Regions from separate parts of the Macaca mulatta genome. Here region 2 is linked to region 1. A link is a contact called in public Hi-C data. All regions are on one chromosome and are shown on one strand. Each heading gives the region's core, a stretch centred on a gene start, on an enhancer-like site or on the middle of the called end of the contact. The rest is flanking DNA. Distances are from core to core; before and after follow the strand shown. Region 1 holds the start of TUBB (tubulin beta class I). Region 2 holds the start of DHX16 (DEAH-box helicase 16).

Evidence for each region. Hi-C and Micro-C count contacts between places; a contact is called where the count stands out from the background.
Region 2: a contact with region 1 is called in a Hi-C map of prefrontal cortex, with 3 times the contacts expected there. The contact joins the promoter of DHX16 here to the promoter of TUBB in region 1. A contact is called at or near these places in 8 of 14 Hi-C or Micro-C datasets (CD4 T cells, blood, cortical neurons and 4 more).

What each region holds. Positions count from the first base shown.
Region 1 is chr4:152,323,937-152,326,636 of T2T-MMU8v2.0, forward strand. It overlaps TUBB (tubulin beta class I), which reads right to left and starts at 1,407. Exons shown (of 4, transcript NM_001032813.1): 1 at 1,277-1,407. The coding sequence starts at 1,333.
Region 2 is chr4:152,373,367-152,376,066 of T2T-MMU8v2.0, forward strand. It overlaps DHX16 (DEAH-box helicase 16), which reads left to right and starts at 1,269. Exons shown (of 20, transcript NM_001105166.1): 1 at 1,269-1,475. The coding sequence starts at 1,269.

The sequences.
Region 1 (2,700 bases), core at 157-2,656:
CTAGGGCCTGGCATCCCGTGTGCCTGCCACACCCTTCCCCTAGACACTCGCTCCCCCGGGAAAGCCACAGCTTTCCCGGCTCGGGATTATGTGCAGCGGGTCCCAAGTGCTCGGTGGGCGGATGGAGGTCGACCATACTTGGATAAGCGCCGCTGTTCTTCCCCCGAGCTGGGCACCGCCCCACCGCGCGGCGCACAAAAGGCTCGGGGCACTAGAAGAGCTGCTGCCGCAGTCGACCACCCCCCACCCTCCACGTGACTGCGGCGCACGCGCAGGTCGAGCCGCCGACAAAGGACTTCGCACGTGGGCGGGGCCAGGGGCAAGAATTCCGCGCGAGGGGCGGGGCCCAGGGTAGCGCGCCCCTCCCGGCGGGCAACGCCGCATTGTCCCCGCGCGCCAGCGGCGCCCTGGCCCCGCCCCGCAGGGCCCCGCCCTTCTGCTACAACGTAGCACCCGCACTTCCTCCCGCCCCTCCCCCGCTACACTGTAACCGCGCGCAAAAAAAAAAAAAAAAAAAACCCTTGGCCTCGGAATTTTATTCCTTTGCTAGATTTCTCCCCCTTGATTTAAAGCATTCTTTCTCTCCCATTAAGTCCTGAAGGACTCGTTAAAGAAAACCACACACCCCCATTTTCTCGACATATCAGTTCACGCCCTAAAGAGGTCTCGCTTAGGTGCCATGAAAGCAAGAAAAATTAATCCCGTTCTTATTCTCCTTCCACCCCGGAACAACTACAGGACCGGCCCTCCGGGGTCGCGGGCGCGCTGGGGTCCCTGATCTTTTGTGAATGGTAGCGCCCAGCGCAGCCCACCCTGGCGCATCGCCCCCCGACCTTTGCACTGGAGCTCTCTGCAGCCGCCCGACAGCCTCACCCCTTCCCGCTCCCGTTTGGCCCTAAGAACCCCGCAGGGGGGGCTGGGCGGGATGCACATGGGCAAAACCTCGCCCCGCTTTGTCTCCGACTGTTTCCGCATCTCTCTCCCTGCCCGGTTCTTGGACCGTTAGAAGCCCTTTTAAGTAACATATGTCCTTGGTCTTCCCGCCCCCGAAACCCGAAGAGCCCTTTTACTAGTTTCTCCAAAATGTGCCTGCCAAGAAAAATGATTCCCAGTTTTCCAAAAGCAAATGCTAGTTATTATATATATAAATGTAACAAACTTGGGAGGGGCAAAGCTTGATTAAGAATGGAGAGTGCAAATGCCCCACAACCATTTTTTCATAACTTACCTGGATTTTTCCTTCTAAAAAGAAATAAAAGAGGTGTAAAATTCTTACCTTGGCACCGATCTGGTTGCCACACTGACCGGCCTGGATGTGCACGATTTCCCTCATGGTTAAAATTAATTTTTTTTGCTCGCCTCAAGGTATGTATGGGGCAAGAAAATAAGTAATTTTTTTTCTCTGCAGGTCGCAGGCTGGAAGGTTGGAACGCGCCCCAGACGCTGGAGCAGCGAGGTGCGAACGCGGCGGCAGGAAGGTTCTGAGAGGGAGAAAGGAGAGGGGAGGGCGCGGAGGGAAGGCAGGCTGGGCGGGGCGCGCGTGCGCCGGGGCTGGGAGGCGGGAGAATCGGCCCCGCGCGCGGTCGGGAGACAAAGCCTCATCGAGCCTGGCCCTGATTAGTCGATGCCGGTCATGTACCAGGCGTCCATTGGCCTCTGAGCCAGTGGACGAGCGCAGTCCTCTTTGGGAGTTGTAGTCCCCTATTGTTGTTCACGGTGCAAAATGAAGTGACGAATGGGTGGGTACCGGTTTGGTTTTTGTTGGGTTTTTGTTTTGTAAATGAAAAACGACCTTGCGCAAGATTCCTTTCCTCTGTGCCTGAGGTTTTTGTACAAAAAGTGAGCAGTTCTCGGGGATGCAGGGATTGAGAAGTCTGGGGTTCCAGAAGTTGGGTGGTGAGGTACGCCCTAAAAGCTCCCAGCTGCAGTACCTCTAGGGAAGACAGAATTGCTTAGCTCAGCGAAAAATGGGGAGGAGTGTGGCACCGTGCTCTGCTACCTCTGGCCTTTGGTGACCCAAGTCATGAACTTAAGTAAGCTTCTGCTCTCTCAAATACTTCAAGAAGGGAATCGCCCTCTTGCTATTTCCTTGGAAATTTTCGAGTCATTGTTTTGAAAGAGAAACAAAATTGCAGCAAGGGCTTTTCAGGATAGAGATGTTGTCTGGAGAGTATGTTCAAAGAATAAAATAGTTTAGAGAAACCGACATCGGGGATTTGTGAAACTAGAAGTCTCCATCCACGTAGGAGATCTGGGCCTTAGGGCAGACTTTGAAGACACCTTGATCTTCTTGTCAAACAGGGAACTATGGAATGAGATGCCTGATAGATTTTCAGTTTTTTCAGCCTACCTTTTTAGACATGTTAATGAAGTCAGTGGTTTTTCAATTCGCTTATTTCACTGACCAGGTGGCCGCCATTGCAACTCTGCAAGATACCCAGTATTGAAAAAGGAGAGAGGGGAAATTGATGGGGGAAAATTGGATGGGCTCAAGACAGAGTCCACCAGCTTCTTCCCAGAGATTTATTCACTTATTTGATAGTTACTATGTATCCACCAAATTAGGAACTATGGTTACAAAATGATTAATAATTAGTTCCCTGTCCTCCAGGATGTTGCAGTCTGGCCACTCAGAAATGTAGTATCAAGTCAACATCATTGTTCATTCACATTCGATTACACACAGATCTATATATCTAT
Region 2 (2,700 bases), core at 19-2,518, 49 kb after region 1:
CGAGACGGGCGGATCACAAGGTCAGGAGATCGAGACCATCCTGGTTAATACGGTGAAACCCCGTCTCTACGAAAAAGTACAAAAAACTAGCCGGGCGAGGTGGCGGGCGCCTGTAGTCCCAGCTACTTGGGAGGCTGAGGCAGGAGAATGGCGTGAACCCGGGAGGCGGAGCTTGCAGTGAGCTGAGATCCGGCCACTGTGCTCCAGCCTGGGTGACAGAGCGAGACTCCGTCTCAAAAAAAAAAAAAAAAAAAAAAAAAAAAAAAAAAAAAATTTTCCCCAGTTCCCCAGTTTCTTCCTGCCTAGAGGTCTTCCCTTATGCCTGACCTGTCTTCACTCCTGCTGCAGGCAAACCAATCCTAGCAAAGGTCACTTTTTTGTTTGTTTGAGACAGAGTCTTCCTCTGTCGCTCAGGCTGGAGTGCAGTGGTGGGATCTCGGTTCACTGCAAGCTCCGCTTCGCAGGTACAAACGATTCTCCTGCCTCAGCCTCCCGAGTACCTGGGGCTGCAGGCGCACGCCACCACACCCGGCTAATTTTTATATTTTTAGTAGAGACAGGGTTTAGCCATCTTGGCCAGGCTGGCCTCGAACTCCTGACCTCAAGTGATCTGCCCGTCTTGGCTTCCCAAAGTGCTGGGATTACAGGCGTGAGCCACCGCGCCCGGCCAACACGGCTAATATGCTTCATGAGCATGGACCCCATCTTCCAATCTGAAATAGAATTTCGGTTGTCCCTTACTTTGCAGAGTTTTTGGCGCTATAAAACTTCCATACTTTATTTATTATGTATCCTGTCCCTCCCCCACCGCAAAATGTAAATTTGGTAAGGAACTTTTGATTTGTCCTCTGCTAGATCCCAGCGACGGAAAGCAATGAGCACACATTAGGCCTCCATTAAATTGATTTCACTTGTTGAATGAATGCGTTAGGGAAGCACTCACGGACTGACCATCAGGGGGCGTCAGAGAAACTGGATAGAGGCGGAAATGAAGAAAAAAGAATTACTCCGAACTTTCAGGCATGGTTCCGCGAGGTTTGAACTCGCTCGGCCACCGTAGTGCTTAGAGGCCGGAAAAAGTGCAGCCCCTTCCGGGCTTTGCGGTACCGGACGACGGCTTTGGGATGTCGGAAATTGATCCTAGAGGTCCCAAGGTAGCCGCCTTGCGAAGCTGAGGCTCCAGCCGAGGGCTCCAGGCCTCCGACTGGCCCAGCAGTGAACGGGGCTGCCCGACGCTTCAGGGCTGGGAGCAGGGAGCGTGGGTCGCCATGGCGACGCCGGCGGGGCTGGAGCGCTGGGTTCAGGACGAGCTGCACTCGGTGTTGGGGCTGAGCGAGCGGCACGTCGCCCAGTTCCTGATCGGTACTGCACAGCGCTGCACGTCGGCCGAGGAGTTCGTGCAGCGCCTACGAGACACTGATACTTTGGATCTCAGTGGGCCGGCCCGGGACTTCGCCCTGAGACTCTGGAACAAGGTGTCGGCAGGGTGGGGAGGGGTCCTGTGATTTGTCCCGATGAGGCTGGCCTAACGGTCCATCGAGGAGTTAAGAAAGCTCAGTTCACAAGCACTTATTCTTTGTCCGTTGTCGCCTAGGTACTGTGCTAGCTGCTGGACGCCCAGCTCAGTGGAGAAGATTGAGGAGGGCTTAGGTGTGTCGGGTTAAACGCAATAGAACGGTGTTTTTCGAACTCTTAACATGCATCCAGGGCCCTTGTTAAAATGCAGATTGCGATTCAGTAGGGATCTTAGTTTCTGCATTTCTTTCTTTTTCTTTCTTTCTTTCCTTTTTTTTTTTTTTTGAGAGACACAGCCTCGCTCGCCCTGTCGCCCAGGCTGGAGTGCGGTCATAAGATCACGGCTCACTACAGCGTCGATCTCCCTGGCTGAAGCGACCCTCCCATCTCATCTTCCCCAGTAGCTGGGACTATGGGCATGCGCCACCACCCCCGGCTAATATCTTTCATTTTTATTTTTATTTTTAGAGACGAGGCCTTGGTGTGTTGCGCAGGCTGGTCTCTAACTCCTCAGCTCAAGCAGTCCTCCTCTCTCAGCCCCGCAAAGTGCTGGGATTACAGGCGTGAGCCACCTTGCCCGTCCCCCCTCAGCTTCTGAACTTCCTTTCAGCCGTTTAATTAACAGAGGAGGCCCGGTGCAGTGGCTCACACCTGTAATCCCAGCACCCCAGAAGGCTGAGGCAGGAGGATCATTTGAGCCCAGGAGTTCGAGACCAGCCTGGGCAACATAGTGAAACCTCCCTACAAAAAATTTAAAAATTAATTGGGCGTTGTAGTGTGCACCTGTGTTTCCAGCTACTTAGGAGCCTGAGGTGGGAGGATCACTTGAGCCCAAGAGGGACAGAGTGAAACCCTGTCTGTAAAAAAAGCCAAAAAGCTGTGGGCCCCATTCAGGATGATAAACATGGGGTGAAGCCATGAGGAAGACAGAATGAAGGCTGGTTAGCTGGTTTAAAACTAAGTAATTGTGCCCGGGTGCGGTGGCTCACGCCTGTAATCCCAGCACTTTGGGAGGCCCAGGCAACTGGATCATGAGGTCAGGAGTTTGAGACCAACCTGGCCAACATGGTGAAACCTCATCTCTACTAAAAATACAGAAATTAGTCAGGTGTGGTGGCAGGCGCCTGTAATCCCAGCTACTTGGGAGGCTGAGGCAGGAGAATTGCTTGAACCTAGGAGGTGGAG